2 separate regions of the Dromaius novaehollandiae genome follow, and region 2 is linked to region 1. A link is a contact called in public Hi-C data. All regions are on one chromosome and are shown on one strand. The core of a region is the stretch at or near the end of the contact, and the rest is flanking DNA. Distances in the headings are between cores, read along the strand shown.

Region 1 (5,834 bases), core at 1,008-3,507:
GGATCTGGTCTCCTGGCTTGCTATTTCATATTGACTGTTTTGTCAAGACAAGCTGTTAGTGATACAATGATGTAACAGATTCCAGATAACACTTGTATAGATGCTCACAACTGCCTTAATTTGCTCTGACTGTCATTGTGATCATCTGAGCAACTGAGCATAATACTAAGCAGCAAGATAAACACATCTGTGTCTTGACAGCCAGTTCATAGTTCCTTTGGGAGAATCATTGATCACTTCAGTAGTAATTACAGTATTATTTTGAAGTCAGTCAATATAATGTATTTTCTTAAAAATCCTCTCTGAAAAAGAATGAGCATTGTGGTTCCACAACCAGAAAAGTTGTTGATAGAACTACTGAAATTCTAGGTGAAATATAAACCATGGAGGAGTTGGTCTCCTTCCTGTATACAGGAATTAGTCTGGCAAAGGATAATTAAATCCAAATGATATTTGTCACAATTTATTCAGGTATTCTCTTAAGCTTGATCTTTACCAAAACCTGTGTTTTGTATTAAACACTAGATGGTGCTCAAGACTGGCAATTGCTGTTAATAAGCTGCACAAGTCTAAATAAGTATTGTATTGTTGGTAGATATATTTAACAGGAAACATGGGTGTAACTAGTATCTCTGTACTGTATGTTTAATATGCTGTTGTCTCATGATTAAAGTAAGAAAGATCATACTGAATTTCAGGGTGGTTTTTTAAACCAGTAAAGAGTAAGATAACTTCATAGGATATCCAAGCTCTTTTGTTTCAACAGTGATTCCTGGCACAGCTCTGAACTTTGTTAGCCCCCTGATATGTAGGAAGCTTTGTGTAGCTCTGTTCCTGTCCCCTTCATTTCCACTTACTTGTTTGAAAGTAAGCTATGAAAGATTAAAATAGAGGCCAGTGTTTGCTAAAGCATGAATGTTTACACATCCTGGCTGATGCATAAATCTGAGAGCTGTGGGGTGTTTTCTTGGGGGGGGGGGGGAGGGGCGGGAGGCTGTTCTGTTCACTAATTTGCTTGTCTGCTGTCATCTCAATGTTGTTTGCATATTATGGTACTAATGTACATAATTGTAATATATTTGGTCATTCTTTTGTCTCTAACTGCTGAAATCCCTGGGGCTTGCATATTAGCGTACAGAAGCTTGTACAGACTCCTGACTTGCACTCTGTCCAAGAAATGACTGAAATTTCTCCCCACTGTAGTATTAAAACAACTCCCAACACGCCTCACTTTTCCTCCAGTTACAATAATGTGTGATGAGATGCTCAGCCTTGACAGAGCTGAGGGCTAGAGTGCAGGTTTGATTTCTGTGATCCCACTGCTCTGAGTTGGGTCCAGAGACTGAAAACTGGTGTTTGGTGCAAGTGCAGAGCACACTGACCCAATAGCCCTTTCCTAAGGCAAAGGCTTCTGGCTGGGTGGGAAACATTTTGGGCCAGATCTAGCTTTCCTTTGGGCCATGCTGGAATCCTCATGCAAGTCCTGCTGGTGTGTAATTAAGCTTTTCATCAATATGTACTTGAGCAAAAACAAACCAGGATGGAGGAAATCGTAGTGCCCCATTAAATCCTGAAGCACAGTCTGTTCAGTGAAGAGAGAGTCCATGATTTGTGCTTTGTATGAATGGTAATTTTGATCAAAAACTGAAGAATATTTTTGTGCCGAATGATTAGCATCTAATAACCACATGCCATGTTAAGCACTCTTCTTATCAGGCTGGTTGCATTTCATAGGGGCCAGTCAGCACATGATCACAAATGTGAGATTATTAACATAATCCACAAACTTCATGTAATATTTAAAATAAGCAGAGCGCTTACAGATGAATGTCTTTAAAACTGTATAATTTTTTTCTTTCATTCTCTTTAGGAACCTGCCTATGATTCTGAACTGGGTAAAAACACAGAAACCAGGTGTTATGGGTGTTAACATAATTACATCAGACTTTGTGGAGCTGGTTGACTTTGCTGCTACAGTTATTGCATTAAATGATCTTCTTTTAGAAGACGATGAAACTGCAAGTAAATCCTGATTGTGTCTTATTGTACCCACAGTGGAGATCTTCACTTGCTTCTAAACTTTTTATTAAGTGAAATTATTGTAACCTGTTTATCTAGGAAAAAAAAATATCTAGAAGTATGGTTAAAAATCATATCCAGGAGGGTCTCTTTTCTCACTGATGTGTAGGTCTGACTGGAACACAAAGTACTGTCTGAGTGCTGCTGCCTGGCTTTTTGTGGCTACATGTTTGACTAAGTTATGCACACATCTGCTGCAGTACAGTGTTGTCTGCCTGCCAACAAGAGGCTGGCCTCTGAAGCAGATGTACCCAATTACTGTATGCGTCTCCCTGGTGACTGGACGCACTGTGTCTTCGTGTGTGCATCCTGCTTGTTTCTCAACTCAAGGACTCAAACCCAGGATCACTGCTGGTGCTGCTAGCAGCAGTTTTACCAGGCCACCTAAGGTCATATTGTTTCTCTGGCCACCTCAGGCTTAGCTGGTTTCAGCTGGAAGCTGCTGTAATATTCGTTACACTGTTCTGGGCACTACCTCTGACTTAATTGAAGAAACAATATTGCTTTTGTTCAGAGAGAGCTGTTAATGCTTATATTGAATACTCTAACTGTAGTTTGGGCCTGAGATGTAAAGGCTTGTAACACTCTGCCTCTTTGGACTCCAAGCTCTTCTTCTGGACTTCTTTATTTTAATGCACATACTGCAGTTGTGTTTGAGAGTGTATTTCCTATTTGGAATTATTTTGGTAATTTGGAGAAAGTTTCAGTTACAGATCATGAGACTCGTAACTCACAAGTCAATTTCTGTTGTGAGGCGTTCAAGAAACTGCCCAGCAGCCTCTCTCTCTTGCTTGTGGTTCACTTGTGTTTTTTCCATATATTGAATTTTCTTTGGGGAAAACTTTTCACGCAGATACTTTTGTGAAAAGAGGAGGGCCAAGTGGAAGTTTGTTCAAAAAAAACTGGGCCTGATAAGGACTTCTCAAAACCCAAATATCGAATCTGATGTTTGCAGTGCAGTGGTGAATTCCAAGATCTGATCCAAATGTTATGCTTGATGTCAGAGAGCTGATGTGCTAAGAACAGCTACAGTGGAAGTATTTTCTCAGCCTGTACCCACTTGTGACTAAGGAATAGCCACATGTAGGCAGGCAGTGGTGCTAATTCTTTATGTAGTCATAATCATTTTTGTGTTGATCCACAGCAAAACATTACCACGTGTTTGACAGTCACATGTTGGTACATATCAGTACTTAACTGACTAACTGATAGCAGTCCTACAGTCTGATTTATCTTAGGGTTTAAACAAGTGACTGGTTAGCAGATACTTCTCTGCTCAGTTGTCTTCCTAAAGCAACTGTTGGGTGCACTAATTATTCAGTGATTATGAACTTATTTTAATCTCCTTATGTTACTTAAGAGAACAGATTGTCATTATAGATGTTCTATTCCAAAAAAAAAGTGAATCTGTATTGTGTATTCCTATCTTGTGTCTGCCATTATGGTGTCACAGTACTGAAAAATCTAAAAGCATTTTGCTTGTTTGTTGCAAGCTCTGAACTCGGACAAGATTATCTAAAGTTTGCAAACCTTCCATGTGAACCTTGGCCGAGGTCTGAGCAGACTGTAATCTGATTTATCTGTTTGCATGTTTTTCATTAGAGTTTTTTTTTTTTTTTTAACTGAATCTTTTTTCTAAGGAAATGGAGGATCTGTTTTTTAAATCTGTCTTTTGTGTTTCAGCAAGGGGGGACAAGTAATGGAAAGCAGTTCTGGGAAACTGAAAATCAACTTTTAGGTTTTTTTAAACTTTGTTTGAAAATTCCAGCAGAAGATTTTTACTGTTTGTTGATGAAACTGTTGCAACCTGTTTTGAACAGCTTTATTGTCTGCAAAGTTATTTAAAACATGTAGATTTCATTTAGCTGAAATTTGTGTTAACTTACTTTTCTCATGGCTCAAACTCTAGTAATAAATGTTACAGGTTTGTTTTCAGTGGTCTTTTAGTTACAAATAGTCTTAGAGCTCAGAACTCAAAAAACCCGGTATGAATGCAGATAAAATGGAAATGAATAATACATTTGTAAGACTTCCTGTAGAAGTGGAGGACAAGGCTAGAAGGTAAAGTATAATGTTTGCATTTGACCCTTAATATATTTTGTACTGTATATATCTACCTCAGAAGAGATTTATCAGGCCTAGCCAATATTTATACTGTGTGTGCACAGAGTAATGATTGAGTTGTTAGTCCTTCAGCTGTATTTATTTGAATAGAGATGAGATGATTGTAACTCAGGGCTTTGGTTTAGATATATTCAAATAGAAACTGGAAAGTTTCTTGAACATATTTGTTGCTGACTCTTGCCTCTTGAAATGGGACAAAGGAGTGCTAAGATTTAGGAATGCTAGCAGAGGAGAAGTGGGAAATAGCTTTTTGAATTATTGATGAAGTAGGGAGGAAGAAAAGAGTGCTGTAGGTTTGGCCTTCAGAACAGTGCTTGGTGGTATGCTTCCATGTGAAGAATGTGATGTGCTTGGTGGTCAGTAGGGTAATCAGCAAATAGGCATGATCCTCTTCTACAAGATTGTTTCTAGGGCAGTCCTAAACCAGCCTAAGCAATGTGAACTGCCTTTCTCCTGTTACACATCATAGCCCATAACAGCATATGGTATGGTTCTCTGGCAGAGCACCACAACGTAGCCCTATTCCCTCATGCTTTGTGAAACTGAGCTCATCTAGGACTTGAACTGTGGCCTATGGTCTCTACTTTTCTAGCATTAAAGCAGTAAAACTTAAAAGATGAGCTGGATAGGCGATGAGGACCATGGAATTACATCAGTAATTTGCTTCTGGTTCCCATGTTCAAGGTGTAGTGGATCTTAGCCAGGTTTCAGGCAGCAGAATGGAACAGGGCTGGGAGGTGAGTGCCAGAGGGTATACTTGCTGCTGAGAAAGGTGCCTGAGATCCCAGCCTCCAAGTGGGCTGCAGCTGGGCCCAATGTGGAATCTACCACCTGTAAGATCATGTAGGTACAAGCTTGAAGAAAATCTTAAGACTGGTGTTAGGGCAAGTCTTGTGGTACTCACTGCTTCTGTTGACCATGCTGTTGATGTAGATCTGCATTTTTTTTGATACAGTGGGTTTAGTCTTGCTTATCTTCCCAAAGGATTAGAATTCATTTTTTAAAACTATTCAGATGGATAACTATCCCAGAATAATTGTTTTTAGGACATGGCCATTCTGTAGATGTTGGGAGAGGAAAAGTCAGTATACTGATATCTATTTGAAGCAAAATATTTACCTGAATTGTATATTCCTGAAGAATTTATTTGTATGGTTTGTTATTACAGGTTCAGTTTATTTATACATTGTTTTATGACTTATCTCTTTCTAATGTGCAACTGCTGAACATTGAGCACATTGGTATGCTGTTCTCCTATCACTGGTGATCATGTATAATTGAAGGGCACATATGAGGTACCAATAGCCTGTGCATATATCCCTGAGGGGGAGCAGTGGGGAGAAGAAGGTTAGGAAGCATGTATGAATTTTAGTGTTTTACTGTGTGCTTGTAGGTGAAAGCAAAGGGGAGTTATAAGTGATCTTTGCAGACTATCAATCTTTCAGCTTCTTGTTTGGGCACTGCTGTCTTAATATATTCAACAACCATAAAGCTAGGAGTTGTATGTTTATTTTTGAATGAAAGACAGATTGCTCTTGTCAAAACTTGGACAGCAGGGATATGAAGGAAGACTAAGCTGCAGGGCCTTTGCTGTGATGGTGAGGATCCCACTGGAGATGATACTGGCAAGG
Region 2 (5,834 bases), core at 2,490-4,989, 320 kb after region 1:
CTGCTTAAAAGAGGTCATCAGTCCAGCAATCAAAGGAAGAACCAGGAAACATGTCAACAGCAAAGCATGCCCACCCAGAAGGCAAAGGAAGGAATAAAGAAAAGAACTCATTCACGATAAAAGGGATTTTCCTATTTAACCAGCACAAGTAGCATTGCAGGTGAAAAAATAAAAGGAGCTGGAATAAAAAACTCTCCAGATTTTAGGATTTGAGGTTTCTACTTGCTTTCTTTCTCACAAAACTTCAAAGGCTTTCTTACATCAGAAAATCAGTGTTGTACCTCCCAGCTCCAGAGAAGGTGACTTACAAAGACCTTGGCAAAATTTGGCAGAGATAGCTGAACTGAGCCAGGAGCTTGTGAGAAAAGAAATAGATGAAACATGAGCTCAGAACAGGGCAGAAAAAGACTTTTGTGTCTTGTTCTTCTGTGATGAATATAAAAAGACTTTTATTTTCTGAAACTGCTGGTCTGCTTAGAGAACTTTCCATTTGCCTCTGTCTGCCCCAAATTTACCTGTAGTCTTCAACCATTACTTCAGACCTATCCTTTCCTTGCTCAGCTCTAGTTTCCTCCCTCTCTTCCAAGGAAGAAGCCCCCTTGCTTTCCAGACCCTTTTTTTCTTTCTTCTCTGAGTTTCCCCAGCCCACTGAGGGAGTAGTAGAATTTTAATGAAAAGAGAACCTCTCCACCTCAAAAGATGTGAGTTACTGGGTAAGCTAATGCAAAATACCATCCAAAGCCCATGAATCTCCCCTTTATTTTCATGACATAAGCACAGGAAGATGTGCCTGGGACTTCCCTGTTTCTGTCCCTGTCTTTGCACAAAGCACTTCTGAATAAATTTATTTTAAGCTATATAGTCCACAGTTCTCTGGAGTTCCCTCTGAAATCCCCTCAACTATAGTGAAAGCAGGTAAGCACAGAAGATGTACAGTTTTCTCATGAAAAGAAAAATTTGTGTGAAGGGTACAGGTAAGTCAGTCTCAAATAGCAAGCAGAAGGTTGGTTGCTGGTGACCTGGCCTCCTTTGGAGGGAACATGTTGTTTCTCCAAAAGGAGAAGACTGGCAGAGGGAGATTTAAATTTACTTGTTGGTCCTAGGAGATGGAAGGAAATGTTGAACAAAAGGCAATTGCAGACCTTGAATTTTATTTTGTGTGTTGGCAGAGGGAAGGACTGCATTAAACTGAGCATGGTGGTGGTGCAGATGTCTCCGAGAACAGCGGTGTCTGGCTGGAAGAGCCAGTGCAATGGCCCCCAACCTACAAATAGATTAGATCTGACCCTACAGGGGGTAGTTCTCTTTTTTGGCATTATTCATCAGGGCTAACAGCACTGCTCTGTACTCTGAGATACCGAGAGCAATGGAAAAGACCCATGTTTAATGTATGGAGGAGCTCAGGATGGCTCTGGAAAGGTGGACACGAGCATAGCAAGCACCACCCCATTCCTTGGGATAGTTTAATGGCAATGCTCAGAAAGCCCCCAAATATCTGTGTCTTAAATATGGAAGGGTTTGAGGTTTTATATAGGCCCTCTTGACCACTATAAAGGCATCTTTGTCAAAAAACTTTGGCAGGGTCTTGAAATTGTCTCATGTCCAGCTTTCTTTTTTTTCCCCCATGAGCACTGATGCTTTAAAACAGGAGGCTTTCTAGAGCCTTGTAACAGAAATTTTTAAATTGCTGCGAATGAAGTATGAACACAAATGTGTATCTGCATTTGTGAAAGCACCAGGAGAAACAGCAAGCAGCAGACACAGTGCTGTGTATTGATAACAAAGGACGCTCTCATTAGTTGATCAGTTTGAGAAATGGGTTGTTTCCGTCAAGCCCAGGACAGAGTTCTGATAAAATTACAACAGAAACAACCTGTAGATGGGCGATCCTACAGTATAACAACAGGAAGGCGGCAGGGAGATTGCAGTGTATCACCCACCCCATCGCTTTTCCTCTTAGCCCAACAGGAAGATAATAGCCAAAGACCACTCCCAAAGATATAAAAGACATGGCCAAAAATCAGTTTGTCATCAGTAACACAGAGGAACCCAGAAGACACGGCGAGGGCTCGACAGAGAGCATCCCCTGAGCCCCCCCACTGCTGCGACTTTGTGCTTGCGAGTATGAGACTGTGTGTAAAATCAGCTTGCTTAGAAATTTCTGTATAATAAAATCACCTCCCATTTCCCTAAGATTTTTCACTGAGTTTTTACACAAACTTCCTTCAGCCTCATGTCAGAAAGAAGGTATTTTTTGCTTATCTGGCTTGAGGGTCCAGAAAAGAATCACCCTAGTCTTAGCGCTCAAAACTTCATTGGTGATGATGGCCCGGCTATTGACCTGTTGCTAGCAGTTAATATTCCAATTTGTGATAATTAAGAAAAAAAATCCATATTTTCCAGGTTGACGATAACTTTAGTAGATTTGTTACATAACTTTCAGTGAGGCTTTGCAATAAATGAGATCAAGAAATTTATACAGTCCAAGAAACCCGACTTTCTGGAACACTGGGTATTCACAACCCAGCACCTGTGAATGTCACAGTTCTTAACTATTTTTGTAGTTTATTATTATTATTCCATCATCTTGCTGCCATTGGATTATTGTTTTCCTGTTTTATGACAGTATGAAAATCTGTAACAGTTCCACCAGGAATGAATTTTTATTATTAACATCAAAGTGAAATCAGGGAAGAATATGCTTTGAACATAGAAACACTTTGCTTTGTTGCATGTTGGAATACAATCCAAAATTTCTTTAAAAATAGACGGGAGTTCTGTTTTATGCTGCAATCCTTTTCTCAAAAGCAGTGTGATCATCCGTCTTGGGGAACAATTGGAATTAATTCTGTGTTTAGAGTCCTGGAATTGTTAAAATCTTACGGTCTTTCAGTGTTTACTGTGTTCTTAGCTGAAGCAGTTCAGAGAACAATCAGTTAATTTTGTTAATATTAGTAATCCTTGAAGGAAAAATGGAGGGAGTACTTGGAGTTCCTGATAAAAACACAAAGGCTGAAGGAGGAAAACAGCCTGTTATATTCCTGGCAGTTCAGCCCTTAGGGGAAGGAAATCATTTTCAGCAGATTCCAGAGGCACTTGAGCCCTGGCAGATGCTAAAATGTGTTTATAGTTTTGCTGCTGGGTGATTAAAAAAGAGCAGGGCATGGACCCACGGACCCACAATAGGCTCTCCTTGTTGGTGTGCAAGGCTGAAGCCCAACTCCGTGACCACTGTCACCCCTAACCCATCATGGGAGCGACAAGGCAAATGTCGCGCATGTCCTGGAGGAGGAGGGTCCGGGCAGCTACAGCCTGGCCTGGCCTCCAGCCCGTCCCTGGAGGACTGCGGAGCCGATGCCCCTCCAAGCCCGCCAGGCACAAGCAGAACAAGGAGGTGGCTGGTGTCCGTGCGACTTCCCGGCGGGCAGAGCAGGACCCGGCCGCCGCCGGCAGCAAGAGGGGCGGCCGTGCGGGCGAGGACACGGCGGCGGCGGTCAGCAGCACCCTGCTCGCCCAAGCGCTGCGAGAGGGACCGCCGGGCGCGGCTCGGCTTGGCCGTCGGGGCTCAGGGGGCGGCGGTGCCGGCCCGCCCGGCGGTGGGTCGCCAGCCGGCAGCGCTGCTCCGGTGCCGCGGGGCGGCCCCGGGGCGGTGCAGCGGAGGTGGCCCGGGGAGGCGGCCCCGGCCCGGCCCGGCCCAGCCGGCCCGGCGCTGCCCGGGGGGGCGCCGCGGCGGGAGGCGCAGCGCAGCCCCCGGATGGCTGCCCGGCCGTCTGCGCCCCCGGGACACCGCCGCGAGTAAGCGCCGGCTCCGCGCGGGTTTTTCTCGGGTTTTGCTATTTTGGGGGTTTGTTTTGTTTTTTCCTCTCCTTAAATGTGTTCAGCCACCGAGCGCGGAGATTAGCGTCGGAGATCCCGCGGCTGGCACCCAGAGCGGCCGCGCTGCAGCTCGCAGCCGGGCACAAGCTGCGGTTTGTCCGGACGGTAAAGTGCACTGAACACCGGAGGGGTTGGGGGGGCGAGGGGGTTGCAGGGGCTTGAGCCGTTTCTGTGCTCCGAGTGTTTCTGGATATCGTAATGCAGTGGTGCGTGGGCTCCGGCCGCCGTTAGACCTGCGCGTTTTGCTTTAAAAAGTATACTTCGCCAAAAGTATGAAAGGTTTTTAAAAGCTGATTGGAAAAGAATCATAAAAGGTCACTGAGGGCAATTAAATACAGCAGTGGGGACACAGTCTGTAGCTCAGGAAACTTCTGAGATGCAATTTGAAAGAGCAGAGCATGGGAAGGATCGCTTTTTACTTGCCCTGCTCTTACGCCTTTTCTTTTGCTTTTCCCTCCTAGTACACTAGAATAGGTCTCTGACTTAGAGGGACTTTTTTGTGACCGGTACAGCTGCAGGATATGCTGGTTCCTCATTGTAGGACATCTTGTAGCTATGGTGGGTCAGAGCAATGGTGTGTGAAGGAATTCACCAGATGCTAAAGCAGCGAGATAGTAGAATATTATTGAAAATTGTGCTTTCCTGAAGGTGTAGCACATCTTTCTGGGGTTTATAAACATTTGGCAACCAGAAACTTCTCTCTGGTCTTTTATACTGGCCATTAATTTTTGCATATTTTTAGGAATATCTGTCTGAACATTTTAGTGCCATGCTGAAGTATCTGACTATGCTCTATCGTCTGGCAAGTTCATTACTCATTTGGCTTGTTGCTGACAAATTCTTATTTCTTGATTTTATGTTTAAGAACTTAGTGTGCATTCATGCTTCTTAGCTGTGGAGTTGTGTAAGGAGTTGTTTTGGCCCAGAGAGTTTAAAATGTAAGGGCAGGCTACTTCAAGTGTGTGCGTGTGTGTTATGTGCACAAGTTTGCTGGTAATTTGTTTTTTAAAAGCAATTTCCTTTCTCCTTCTCCTTCATTTATTCGTCAGCCCTTGCTTTCTAGAATACTATGATAACACAGAAAATGCTTACAGTTCCTTCAGTTTTCTGTTTGTTGCATGTTGTGAAAAACTTGTAAGAGTTGGAGTTTGTCTGTGTTCTTGATAGGACACATTGCCAAGAAGCATCAGCTAGCCTTGCTGATACTGGCAAGAAGTTCAGGGGTACGTGATATGTGTTACAAAAATACTTTTTGTCAAATAAATTTTTCCGCTTATATGATGCAAGCTTCAGTTCCAGGCAGGTCAACAAGGCAGTTGTATTATGGCAGCATTAACTGATTGAGGGAATGAAGAGCAAGTCAAGAGTTATTCAGTAAGGAAAGCAGAAACACAACCTCTCTTTTGCCACTCCCCCTCCTTGAGAATATATTTGTATGTAGTAGGTGCAGTATGCCCCAGAGGTTCCCCAGTTCATTATGTTTTGGGCAGATGGAGAGTCCTGAAGCCCTCAGAGAAGATTCTTCCAATTTAACCCTTCTGTCTCTCGTGCAAACTCTACCTCTCTCCCACTGCTCCAGCTAGTCCCGGGGCATCTGCTGCTTCATAAATTGCAAGCAATACATCGGGCGTTTTGTGGAAGCCACTGGGCACCCTGCACAGCTCTCCTCTCAGTGAGTTGCTGCAACAGTTGGCCTTTGATATTAATGGATAACTTGTTGATTAATAAAATAAGGGCGGGGGACACGGGGGGGGGGAAAATCATTCCCTAGGGATATCTGAACAACTCTACTGGCTCAACAATCCAGTTTCTTTCTAAACCTGTGCACAGCTTGAACCCTTGCAGTGATCACAAAAACTCTGCGTTAATGGGTCCCACCACTAAACTGTTTGTTGCGTTAACAAGAACTTCCTTCAGTTCATCTGAAATGGTCCACTTTTAGCAGTTAAATTAGGTGT

Evidence for each region. A called contact is a pair of places that touch in the nucleus more often than the background predicts.
Region 2: a contact with region 1 is called in a Hi-C map of liver, with 4 times the contacts expected there. The contact joins the promoter of LOC112996776 here to the enhancer-like site in region 1. A contact is called at or near these places in 2 of 4 Hi-C or Micro-C datasets (brain and liver).

What each region holds. Positions count from the first base shown.
Region 1 is chr1:99,222,659-99,228,492 of bDroNov1.hap1, forward strand. PLCXD2 (phosphatidylinositol specific phospholipase C X domain containing 2) reads left to right here. Exons shown (of 4, transcript XM_026112393.2): 4 at 1,871-5,834. The coding sequence ends at 2,033. Among named protein-coding and RNA genes, the nearest start is that of PLCXD2, 20 kb to the left of the region's middle. Within about 2 kb of position 2,258, at least 1 of the 2 cell types and tissues checked has open chromatin away from gene starts, as enhancers often do.
Region 2 is chr1:99,538,588-99,544,421 of bDroNov1.hap1, forward strand. It overlaps LOC112996776 (OX-2 membrane glycoprotein-like), which reads left to right and starts at 3,740. Exons shown (of 6, transcript XM_026122445.2): 1 at 3,740-3,795.